Linked DNA regions of Mus musculus: region 2 is linked to region 1. Evidence: chromatin contacts called from public HiChIP or PLAC-seq data. All regions are on one chromosome and are shown on one strand. Each heading gives the region's core, a stretch centred on a gene start, on an enhancer-like site or on the middle of the called end of the contact. The rest is flanking DNA. Distances are from core to core; before and after follow the strand shown.

Region 1 (6,240 bases), core at 3,515-6,014:
GATGTGTTTTCCCTTTCTAGCTGAGTTGCTCCTTATGAATGGCTTCATACCTTTTAAATATATTTACCTCTTAAATAGCTAGAGTGAGTTCTGTGTTTGTGGCCAAGCAATAAAATATCTTTTGAGTCCCCAAGAGCTGCTGTCATTGGAAACATCCCAAGCTTTCATGTGCATGCCATTGGAATCCTGCCCCTCATTTGTTCTCCTGAGATCTCTCTGCAACCTCCACAATTCTCCGTGGATATCTTGCCTTTTTTAAAAACTGGCTAATGTGCCGAGGGAATATCTCAGTCTGTAAGCATGAGGACCTAAGTCCGATCTCCAGCAGCCAGGTAAAGTGATGGAGAGCAGTGTGATGATGGAGAGCCAGTAATGGAGGTGGGGCTGTGATGGTGAGCACTCACCCCGACACTAGAGAGGCAGAGAGAAGGCGATCCTTGGGGCTTTGGTGGCCAGGCAGCCTAGTCAATTTGATGAGTTTCAAGCTAGTAGTAGACCGTGCTTCAAAAGAGATGAAAAAGACCCAAGGTTCCCTTTTGGTCTCCAAAAATGCACACAAATATGTGCATGCATATATTAAATATAGTCTTGTTTATAGTGATAAACAGCCTTTTGCTGCCAAGAGGAAGCAAACCTTGTCATGAGGTTTATTACCAACTTCAGTTCTTGGAAAGGGCGCAGATACACCATTCACCACTGCTTCCTTTCAAACATTACGTAAGCGACTAGCTTGGTGATGCTATATAAATTTATAACCTTTATATTTTGCTTATAACTCACTAACACTTAACACCATACAGAGTCATTGGTTACAGATAAGTGACCTTGCAAAAGGTGATAGGTCCGATTGCTGCCACTCCTCAGTTCTACCTTTACCTGTCTTCATGTATTAGTGTACCATTAGTGTCTCAAGAACCTGCCTTCCTTTCCTAAATTTTACTTACAGACACATGCATGATATGAAAACAAATCATATAAAACAGCTCCCAAGGACAATGGCATTCCTCCTCAATTCTGTATTGTCCCCCAGAACCACTGGGCTTTTTCTTCTTGTCATTTGTCTCAGTGTTTCTAGACAATGTGACTTCCCCATTTGCTTTCTTCAAGTGTAACTGTGGCACCCCCAAATCCCAGCCCCCCTACCCTTTTCTTATCTTAGCTGAACTTTAGGGTTTTGTGTGGTTTTTTCATTTTATCTGTATGGGTGTTTTTTTTTCCTGCACATGTGTGTGTGTGTGCAGTGTGTGTGCAGTGTGTGTGCAGTGTGTGTGCAGTGTGTGTGCAGTGTGTGTGCAGCTCCTGCAGAGACCAGAGGATGGCATTGGATTCCCTCAGACCCCAGTTACAGTTGGTTGTGGGTTTCCCTATGGCTGCTGAGAACGAAACTCTAGTCCTCTGGAAGAGCAGCCAGTGCTCTTAGCCTCTGAGCCATTGCTCCAGCTCCAATATAGCTAAACTTTTAAAGAATCGTTGTTTACATTATTATGATTATGAAAATCCCACTTACTACAGCTCTTTTGTATGTTATTACATGGCTTTTTAAAATAATTTTTTAAAAATGTTTTGGTCAGCCAGGTGGAGGTGGCTCACGCCTTTAATCCTAGCACTCGGGAGGCAGAGGCAGGTGGATTTCTGAGTTCGAGGCCAGCCTGGTCTACAGAGTGAGTTCCAGGACAACCAGGCCTACACAGAGAAACCCTGTCTCAAAAAAAACAAAACAAAAGAAAACAAAACAAAAAAACAAACAAAAAAAAACAAAAAATGTTTTGGTCAGGTTCTCCAGAGAAATAGGACCAATGATGTATGTATATGGGTAAAGAGATTTATTAGCAGGTCTAGGCTCGTGTGATTCTGGAGACTAACGGGGTCTCTGGATCTGAACAGGAAAGCTGGAGACCAGTTAAGCTAATGGTGTCTTTCCAGTACATGTCGGGGAGAATGTGTGGTGTTGGTCTAAAAGCCTATAAGCTGGAGAGCCCGAAGAGCTGATGGGTGAGCTGGAATCTGGGGGCAGGAAGAGACCAAGATACCAACTCAGCTGTCAGCAGGAGGCCTTTGTTCTGTTCCAGCCTTTAGCTGATTGGATGAGGCCTGCCAACTCTGGGTTAGGGCAGTGCAATGGGTTCTCTTCAGCAAACCCATTCTCATCTTAATGTCTTCCAGAAACAGCCTCAAAGACAAGCCTAGAATGATTGAACAAATATTTGAGTACCCTGTGACCCTTCACATTGACATAGAAAATTTAATCATGGTAACACATTTTTCCAAGTGCGCTCAAACACGTAAAATAGTCTATCATTCGCACACTGTGTTTCTTCTTTCTGTGTATGTGTTCATGTGTGTCTCTCTCTCTGTGTCTCTGTGTGTATGGTTAAGCATGGAGTCCAGAGGATAACTTTATGTTTCTCAGGCACTGTTCTTTTTTGAGACAGGGTATCTGGCCTGGAACTCACTGAGTAGGCTAGGCTGGTTGGCTCAGGAGCTCTAGAGATTGGCCTTCCTCCATCTCCCAGGGTTGGAATTGCAGGCTTGCTCCATTGTGACATGCTTTTCCAGTGAGGACTGGGGACTCCAAATGCAGGGCCCATGCTTAAGCAGCCAACAGTTTACCTATTGAGCTATCTTTTAGCCCTCAATTTGATTTGATTTTGGTTAGGTTTGATTCCATATTTCATGTCACAGACTCTCCCCAAATGCCTGTCATCTCTTGGTGATTATCTACATTGGACAGCAGGGCAGTAGAAGCCAAATGGAAACTTCTGCATGCATAGGTGGAGTCCTTGGCTGGTGAGAACAGATCTTGAACTGTGCTGATTTGTTGGACACACAACACACAACACACACACACACACACACACACACACACACACACACACACACACACACATTCACGCACACAAACACACGTATGTCAGATTAGGTAGATTCCTTTCTCCTGAGGCTGTTCACTTTCTCCATAAGAGCAATCTCCTGCCTGGAAGGGTGAACATTGGGCTGGCTTCCCAAGTGCCCCTCTCCCTCCCCTGTGCCTGCTTCCTGCTCTGCGGCCCCTCTTCTCTTTCTCCAGACCATAAACTTATTGCTTATTTAGAGAGGGGCCTGGGGACACACCATGGTCTGGCTGTATAAAGTGGGCCTTGTAGCTCTGTTTTTCCATTGTGAGCCTAATCCCTATCCCTCCTGGTACCTCCTATTCTTCCAGGGGCTGAGGGGCTGGGGATCTGGGAGGCCAGATGCTTTTGTGTGGTGTGGGCACTGAGTTTATAACTTAGACTTTATTACGGCTCTTTCGCTCACTTGTCATCAAGATTGATGATGGCGAAACCTTTTTCTTCATAGATACCTCCTGTTTTTCTTTCTCCTCCCCCACCCACCCCCCTTTGCTTCTGTGAGCTGAAGCATCTTACGTTTCTTTAGTTGACCATTTCTTAGGGCTTTGGGGAAAAGAAGGAAGCATATTTAACCAAAAGAGGAAAAAATAATCTAAGCTTGCATTGCAGGCCTGGGGAGTTGCTGCCTGGGGGGTCCCGGGGCCACCAGGAATCTAGGGCTGGGGTACTTGGAACACATGTGCTGCTTGCTGTCTTTGTTGTTCTGGCCTCCCATGTTTGTTTGCCCATCTTTGTATTCTTTGGTGGACAGGGATCTCTATGTTTTCCTAGCCACAGTAGTTTCACCACCTGCCTTCTCCCTGTAGGTATCCCTCTTGTCTTTATCGCCTCTCTCTCTTAAGCCTAGCTTTCCTTCCCGGCGCCTAAGTCTGCTCAGGTTTGTGAGTCAAGCTTCTGTTTCTTCTGTCTTCTTTTCAGTTCCAAGTGACCTTTTATGGGGACCACCTAATGGTTATCACCCTTGAGCTCAGTAACTGTGAATAACATACACAGAGTCCCTTCAGAAGTCAGATTGCTCTTGCATCTAACAGAGTAAGCAAGGTAAGGCCTGAGCATGCTGGGTTGGATGGTCCCTTTTCACCCATGCCTTCTGACATCAGACGGCTGAGAATCCACTCAGCTTCAGTTCAGTGGCCATATCCACATCTTCATCTAAATGAACACCAACCAAGCACAGGCTGCTACACTGACTATAGAAGCCACTTTGACTATTCTTATAGCCTGTGCTTCTTGCCCCACCATGTCTATATTCACATGGGGTTTTTGTGATTAGTTCCTAATGTAAATGCCTGGCCTAAAATGTATAGCCTGAGTTTATCCAAGGCCCAAACAATTATCAAACATTCCTCTTAGATAGAAGACAGATTTCTTTCCCTTGGCAATGATTTCTAGCTAAACTATATTATAGGATGTTTTACATTCTCTTGGTCTTGTAATAACACCACACCCAATCCAGGATTTGATGCATTGGTGGCTACTTGGAAGGTTGTTATTTTTAAACATATATTCTTATTCCGAGGCTTCTATATTTGCAACAAGTACAATCCTGTTCCCACCTTTCCCGAGTTTTATGGCACCTTGGAACTTACATCAGGTGGAGGTGGGGACCCATTGGCGTGGGCAAACAAGCTATGTGTGAGTCAGGGAAAATGAGGGCCTCATAGACAGGAAGGGACATATGCTTTTGGGATAACAGATAGATAAACAGATAGAACTGGGTGGTTGAGGGTTTACATTAGTCAGTGAGGAGATCTTCTGGAATCATCTCTTGCCTGGTTATTTAATGTCTTCCTTCCTGGTTCTGCTGTGACCCCAGGAGCCTGGTGTTATTGCTGCTTTTATAGACCAATCAACAAGATGAGACTACGGTGAGGTGACCGATCCAGAGCCACCATGGACTGTCAGGGCCACATGCCTCCTTGAGAATCCAAGGTCCCTAGTTCCTTCACCACCCTACAGCAGCTTCCTCAGCCCTTTCCTGGATCACTCAAGCAAAACAAGACAACTTCCTGCTATTTCCAGGAAAAGGGGGACGGATAGGGATTCATTCCTTGGGACTGGTGGCCGATCCTCTTTGATTTCTGAGGGCCACCCACTCCTCAGAACTATGTTTTCCATGGATTTAGATCCATGGTCTTCTGGCTCTGTAAATACACTCTCTAACACCGAGTGAATCACTTCCTTCTCTGGGCTGCGGTTCCCTCCACATCAGATATGCACACTGGAATTTATTCATTCTCAAATCTGCTGGGACAGGCAATAGTTACTGTCCTCATGGCTGAGACCTCTGCTACCAGACAAAAGCAACTTAACAAAGGAAGGGTTTGTTCTGACTCAGTTCAGAGAGTTCCAAGCCATCCCAGTGGGAAGGTCACAGTGGCAGGAACTTGCGGGGAGCTGGTCACACTAGCAGTCTTCCTTTCTCTCTTTTCTTCAGACCAGAACCTAAAGCTATGGAAGGTATTGCCTATATTTAGGATGGACCTTCCTGGCTTAATGAATCCCATCAAGGAACTCCCTGATAGACATGTCCTGTCTGTTTCCTAGGTATCTTCTAGATCTTAGCAAGTTGGAGGGACTTAAAAAAACATACTGACAACTCTGAGGTATAATTTAGACCTCATAAAAGTATACATTTCAAGTATACAATTCAGGGATTTTTTTTTAAAGTCAAGTCTGGAGCACCCTTCACCATAGATGAGATGAGTTTTAGAACGTAATGATTATGTTAGTCAAGGTCCTTGTGTACTCTTGAGCATCTCCTGTTCCTGGCTCCAAGGTGACAAGTAAAACATATGCTCTTTCTATAGAGTTACATCCTCTGGACATTTTATATAAGTACAGTCCATCAGTACAGATCTTTTGCATTTGGCTTCTTTAGTATAATTCGGTTCATGGAGCGTGTCTACAGTTCATTCTGATTTTCCATTGTAGAAATATACACATTTGTCTATTCATTCATAACTTTGGTGTTGATCCACATGATGCACTTTGCAAACAATGAATAAACCTGCTAAGAATATCCACCCGCATGTCTTTGTGAGGACACGTTGTTTTCATTTCTCCTGAGTAGACACCCAAAAGTAGAATGGCTGCGTCATCTGGTAACTCTGTGTTTAATTTTTTGAGGAAAATTCCCAACATGTCTGTACCATTTTACATTCCCACAAACAGTACATAAGGGCTTATCTCCTCAGGGAACCTTTAAAAATTCTCATTACTGGGCCCTCCTCCCCTAGGGTCTGGAGTGGGACCCAGGAATCTGCGTTTAACAAGCCTCCAGGTGATTCAGACCCATCTGGTAGTAGACGTGTCTGAACTCACTTGGATTGGGTCACCTCTGAAGCCT
Region 2 (5,986 bases), core at 1,928-4,427, 150 kb before region 1:
TTACAAGGTCACGGTCAAACTTCTGAAAACTGATTTTGAAGAGGAATAAAGGAGGAGGAGCTGGAGGGGTAGCGAGGGAGTGGTGTGATTGGAGAGAGGTACTTGGATCACAGTGACGGGTATCCCTGTTCATCTGTGATTGCGCGTGTGCGTGCGCCCGTGCACCTGTGTGTGTGTGTGTGTGTGTGTGTGTGTGTGTGTGTGTAGGTCAGTGGTTAGTGCTGAATGCTTTCCTCTCTTGTTCCACTCTCCTTGCTCAGCCAGGTTTCTCGGTGTACCTGGGACACACAGATTGTGCTAGTCTAGGTAGTCAGCTTTCTCGGGGATTGATTCCCTGTCTCCACCTCCCAAATGCTGGGATTGCAGGTGTGTGCCTGGCCTCTGTTTATGGGGGTTCCTAGGGGTCACATTTTCATCTGCATACTTGTGTAGCCACTGTTTTACCCATGAGTCATCACTTGAGCTCCCCACTTGGTCTCTGAGAAAGGTGTGTGGGGGAAGTTGGAGAAACGAGGACTGCAGTTGAATGACTGGCGGGTTGGATGAGGCCAGGTGGAAACTGCACAGGAGAGGTTATGGGAGAAAGAATGCGGAGGAAAAGAGTTGGCAAAAGATTGAGCCTGACACACAGGGAGTGAGGTTCACAGAAGGCTGGGTGAACACTGAGCTCCAGTCTCTGGAGACACGGTGACGCCCCTACTAACATACAGGGCTGAATGTACAGCTGGTGCACATTGCACGGAAATAGCCATCGACAGGAGGAAACTAGAAGCTGATGGGCGGATAGGTTGTGAGATGTGGGGCTCCCGGGAGCTCAATGTGACCCCCGGTCACAGAGGTCAGGATGAGAGAACACCGGTCAGAGTTTGTGGTGCTTGTGCTATTGCTAGCAATTTTTCCAGTGTCTGCTAGAGTGAGCCAGGAAAGGGAGACAGATGTGAATGGAGTCCCCGCAGTGCTGATGGGGTTCAAGTGACGGGTCTGTTAACAGCTTTCTTCTTCCGAAGCTCAATTTCCCTTCATAGTTTTGCTTGAGCTCAGTTTCCTTAGAAGCCACCTTAGTTTATGTGCTGGGCATCTCTTTGGTATTGACTTAATCTTTTAATCACCATACCTGATTCCAGCTTGACCTAATGCTGGCCTGTCATGGATCCTGTCAAGAACATAAGTCTAAGGTGCTCAATTTCTGCTTCTCTCTGAAGGGCCAGTCAGAGCTTCCAGCACACAGGCTGCAGCTGTGGTTGCTACAAATCATTGACCAGATTTCTGTTGCTTTAAAAAAGAAAGAAAGAAAGAAAGAAAGAAAGAAAGAAAGAAAGAAAGAAAGAAAAGAAAAGAAAGGAAGGAAGGAAGGAAGAAAGGAAGAAAGAAAGAAAGAGAAAAGAAAGATGGATGTAATACAAACCTGGTGGTGTAGGCCTCAGGGCAGAGCAGGAAAAGGCAAATTCATCCCCCTGACACTTGGAAGTACCAAGGGCAGAAAGTGGACCCAGCTAATTTATGGCTCATGCTCACGAGCAGGCGTGCAGGGAACTGGGGAAAGATCCTAGACTCAAGACCAGAGCTGGCAGGCAGTGAGTTGGGCAGAGCACAGCTTACACCTCCCCTGGCTGGAGCCCAGCTGCAGCCTGGGTGCTGTGCAGCGGAGAATGTTGGCCATCAGGCCTTTGGGGAATGTACAGTTGATGCTGAGTGCCGGGGGAGGCTTCAGAGCCGTTTGACATTAGATTATGAGACAGTAAATAATTAGCACTCTTCTATTTACATTTTTTTTCTATAGGTTTTTGGCTTTTCTTAATGTGCTTTTTTTTTTTTTTAATGGGGATAGGGATTGGTACCCAGGAACATGCATAATTTTGTATACATGGGTTTTTTTTTCTAATAGAAAAACCATGTTATCCATAACTCAGCTCTGAAGTTTCACCAGGTCCACTTGTGAGTGAGCATGTCATGTCACTTGCTCTCTAGGAATTTGTTCTTGTATTGTTAACACATACGTGAACCCTCCTTCCCTGGGGTGTGTGTGTGTGTGTGTGTGTGTGTGTGTGTGTGTGTGTGTGTATGGACACAGATGCTCTGCAGAATGACAAAGGCATTATAGGTAATGGGACATAGATTCTAATGAAGAAAAGGCAGGCTAAGACCCTAAGTCAGAAGAAGGGGAAGATGGTCTGAGCTGACACTCTCCTTGTCCCAGGGTTACCTTGCTTTTGGCCAGATCGTCCTAACGTAGGTGTTAGGAATGGTATAGCTCACTGTTGAAGCTCAGGACAGCCCGTTGGAAAAGTTGCAGGTCCCATGCAGAGCTGGGCAGAAGCAGTCTGCTCTTTTTCCTTTGATAGCCCCAAGCCAGGCAGTATAGTCTGTTCATGGAAGAGGATTCTTGGAGAAGTTGTAACTGATTTGGGGGAACAGCTGGATTCGTCAGCCTCTAGGTGTCTGAATCCTAGGGAGGGTTACCTGTGACCCAACTATTTCCTGGGTGTTCAGGGCTTTAGAACTACACATCTCTGAAGCACTTAGAAACATGTAGTGTTTGCTACTACAGACCACCACTGCTGTTCAGATCCCCTGCTGGCAGCCTACCTTGAAGAGAAGACCCTCCTGGTGAGGTAGAGTGCTAGCCTTGGATGTCACCCAAATGGGTACCTGCTGTGCATGAGCGCTGTGCCAAGCACCAACTCAGAAAAGAGGAGGAAGTCTTAATGGTAACAATACACTGTGACAGCAGCTGAACTGGAGTTCCTTTTATGAGATTTAGACTGAAACAATGTCACAAAGCTGATGGACTTCTGTGGTCAGGCAGATGATGAAGCCAGAGGAGAAAGTCCCTCCCCTTTGATCTGATACGTCTTCTGACGCTGAACAAGGCAATGCTCCAGAGGCCGGCACACATGGCTCATGCATTTGAAACATCCTGCCTGCCTTCCTGCCTGATTATTTCGACACTTGAATATTTTCCCTAGTTACCTGGGAGACACTTTTTCCTTTTAGGGTTGAAAACAAACATAAATCCACAGCAGTGTTAATGACCGTGAAGGTGATGCTGTCTGTGCGGTCACCAACTTTCTCCAGGTGAGGAAGGAGCTGCCAGGGTGCTTTCCCTTGATGGAGAACAAAGCCGGTGGCGAGCTTTACTTGCTAGGAGCCAGAGTGTTTGAATGTATTGCCACATTTTTTTCCTGACTCACATTCTGTGTGTTTCCTCGTTGCTCAGGGTGAGCTAGTCGTTCTGCAGTATGGGGGATCCATGGGAAGAAATGAGTTTTGTGGCTGAGTGACAAGAGGAAAAAAAAGGGCTGGGCCCTATGACGTGACACGGTGGGAGGAAAGACCATCAGCCAAGGACAAATTGGTCGGGGAACATTCCTCTGGCTGTCCTCCATCCAGGGGAGAAGAAGCTGGGGATGTGACAAGGTCAGGGGAGGCCCCAAGGTCAGTTTCAGTGGACACCCTGTGGCCTGGGGCTGGATTTCCTGAAAGGGCTGTGTGGGTTCCTGACTGCCTGGAGAAGATTTGAGAGGTCAGAGCCTCTACAGAGGCAGCAGCGTCTGTCTGTATCTGCAGTGGTTAGTCTGTCTGCCTACTCCCAGGCCTCTCTGTGAATATCTGCTGAACATGCGTGGCAGCATCTCCAGAGAAAGGAGAGAGTCCTGCCCTCTGCTGTGTAAAGCTCTGGCTGGGGAGCTGGCAAGAACGAAGACGCGAGTTCAGTTCCCCGGCACTCACAGAAAAAGACAGATGAGGGATCTGTAATCCCAGCACTGCTGAGGTGGAGACAGGTGGATTCCCGGAGCTTGCTGGCCAGCCAATGTCGCCAAACAGGACAGCGGCAAAGCTCAGTGGCAGGTCTTATCTCAAAAAATGAGGTGAAGGGCTGGACAGATAGATGGCTTGCTTGGCTGTTAAATACTAGACATACAGGCCAGAAGATGGGAATTTGGGTCCATAGAAACCCATGTGAAACAACAAGGGGGTGTGGTATCTGCTTGTAATTCCAGCCTTTGGAGGCAGAGCTGGGTTCTCCAGAGCAAGCTGGCTAGCAAGACTAGTCATATTGGAAAGCTCTGCGTTTGATAGAGAGTCCCTGCCCCAGTGAAAAGGGAAACTGATCAAACATGATTCCACTTATCTATGCCTGTGCATAAAGATGTAGAGGAGGAGGAAGAGGAGGAGGAGGAGGAGGAAGAGGAAGAGGAAGAAGAAGAAGAAGAAGAAGAAGAAGAAGAAGAAGAAGAAGAAGAAGAGAACAACAACAACAACAATGACAACAACAACACACACGAAACATGAAAAAAAGGGATAAAAATAAGGTGGCTAGCAATTAAGGAAGACATTTGACACAGACCTCTGGTTTCTACATGTGTGCACATCCCAGTAAGAGAAGAACATCATGTTTATCATTCAGCCACTCGTCCATCCATCCAGCCAGCTTTTTCTTGCTCCCTGCCTTCTCCCAGGCAGTGTATCTGGATGCTGGTGTTTATAACGGTAATTACAGTCTCTTGCCTTTAGAGACTGTATCTATATCTATCTGTTGCCTTTAGAGACCTTCCTAACTCTCTAGGAGCAAGTGTAGGCAGATGGTGTCTGATACCTGTTCAAAGACAAGAGTTCCTTCTCTTAAGGTTCGAGGCTGTGCCCCTCCCTCTCAGCTGGCATGTTTGCACATTATTTTATTAGTTAACAGTTAATGCTAACTGTTGCTGCCATGCCCAGCCTTTTGACATTGCAGTAGGACGTTGTTGTCTACAAAGTTCACTATTGAGAACGATGCAACTCTAGTTCCAATCAATCAATCAATCAATCAATCAAAGAATCCTTATAATGTTTTAAAGAAATGTATAATTGAGTGTTAGGCTGCATTTGTAACTGTGCTTGGCTGCATGTAGCCGGCGGGCTGCCGGTTGGACAGCCTAGAATGCTATGCCTTCTTCTGCCTGCTCAGGGTAGCCTGTTCTGTTTAAGCAGGGCTCCCTTGAAGAAACAAAGCCTCGTTTTCTGCCTCCTGCTTTTGGGCATTATTTCTAGCAGCTTTTCCCCTTCTCCGGCCAAAGCTTCCTCCTACCCATAGTGGTTTCTTTGTTGGGGTATGGGGACACCCATGTCTCCTCAAGGAACAGTATCATCTCTTCCCAGTAGCTCTAGAGCTTGGTCTTTACTTTGTGGCTTGCCACAGGCGCAACTGGACCCTCAGTCCTCAGCCCTCTGCCATTTTCCCATCCTCTCTATAGGGCAAGGTTCATCCATTCCAAACATATTAAGCTCCATGACAACTCTGGAAGCTTTCATCATTTTCAGCCCTTTCCCCCAGGCCTCGTCCCTTATCCAGATGTTGCTTTCCCAGTTTGTTTATGGGTTGGATAGCACATTGCGCCCCAAATCAGGTGCTTAGTGAGAGATGGTTTTCAGTCTTCGTCAGCTACCCTATATTTGGAGACACGGGTGGCTGGGACATGGCCAGGCTCCTTCTAAAATCCTTGACCCTGGTTCTTTGCTTATGAGTCACTTCCTTTGTGCCCTTTGTTTGCTTGGGTGTTTGCCTTACGTTGTGTGTGTTCCAGGCATTTGTGTGGGAGGAGGGCCAAGAGGTGGAGAACAGGGACCTGGAGTTTGGCCCTTCTGGTATTGACTTGAGGGGCTGAGCGGACCCCCCTTTCAGAACCAGATGAGTCGAGTAGGAGCTTTGTTCATAGCATGAGGACAAAGGGCAGGAAAAATACTCAGAGGAAGGGGCCATGTGGGTGTATCATAGCTCGGGGCACATTGGCATCTTCAGGGGTCAAAGGAATATAGTCTGCCCTGGCTTGGATCTTCCAACATGCCCTTGTCCTCTCCGACTCAAGCCCTGTGGCCTCCCAGGGTGTGGGGACTGTGACTGACCCACATCAGGTGACTTGCTCCGCCTTCCTGGCATCTTACTGGATCTGAGAGAAGGTGAGCTCTCCAATCTCTCGGGAACATCCACTCTGACAGAAACCGCATT

What was found. HiChIP or PLAC-seq counts read pairs in DNA pulled down with a chosen protein or histone mark.
Region 2: a FOXA1 HiChIP or PLAC-seq map of pancreatic cancer cells shows a contact between it and region 1. The contact joins two enhancer-like sites. A contact is called at or near these places in 1 of 39 promoter capture datasets (embryonic stem cells), 3 of 484 Hi-C or Micro-C datasets (the G1E-ER4 cell line, liver and uterus), 1 of 115 datasets of contacts at active chromatin or transcription factors (pancreatic cancer cells) and 3 of 9 other capture datasets (adipose tissue, macrophages and pancreatic islet).

The regions. Positions count from the first base shown.
Region 1 is chr9:60,351,460-60,357,699 of GRCm38.p6, reverse strand. All of the region lies in intron 6 of Thsd4 (thrombospondin, type I, domain containing 4), which reads left to right. Among named protein-coding and RNA genes, the nearest start is that of 2010001M07Rik, 20 kb to the right of the region's middle. Within about 2 kb of position 4,764, at least 21 of the 459 cell types and tissues checked have an H3K27ac peak or open chromatin away from gene starts, as enhancers often do. A contact at or near this core is called in pancreatic cancer cells, where this site is marked.
Region 2 is chr9:60,501,977-60,507,962 of GRCm38.p6, reverse strand. All of the region lies in intron 1 of Thsd4 (thrombospondin, type I, domain containing 4), which reads left to right. Among named protein-coding and RNA genes, the nearest start is that of Thsd4, 6.1 kb to the left of the region's middle. Within about 2 kb of position 3,177, at least 50 of the 459 cell types and tissues checked have an H3K27ac peak or open chromatin away from gene starts, as enhancers often do. A contact at or near this core is called in pancreatic cancer cells, where this site is marked.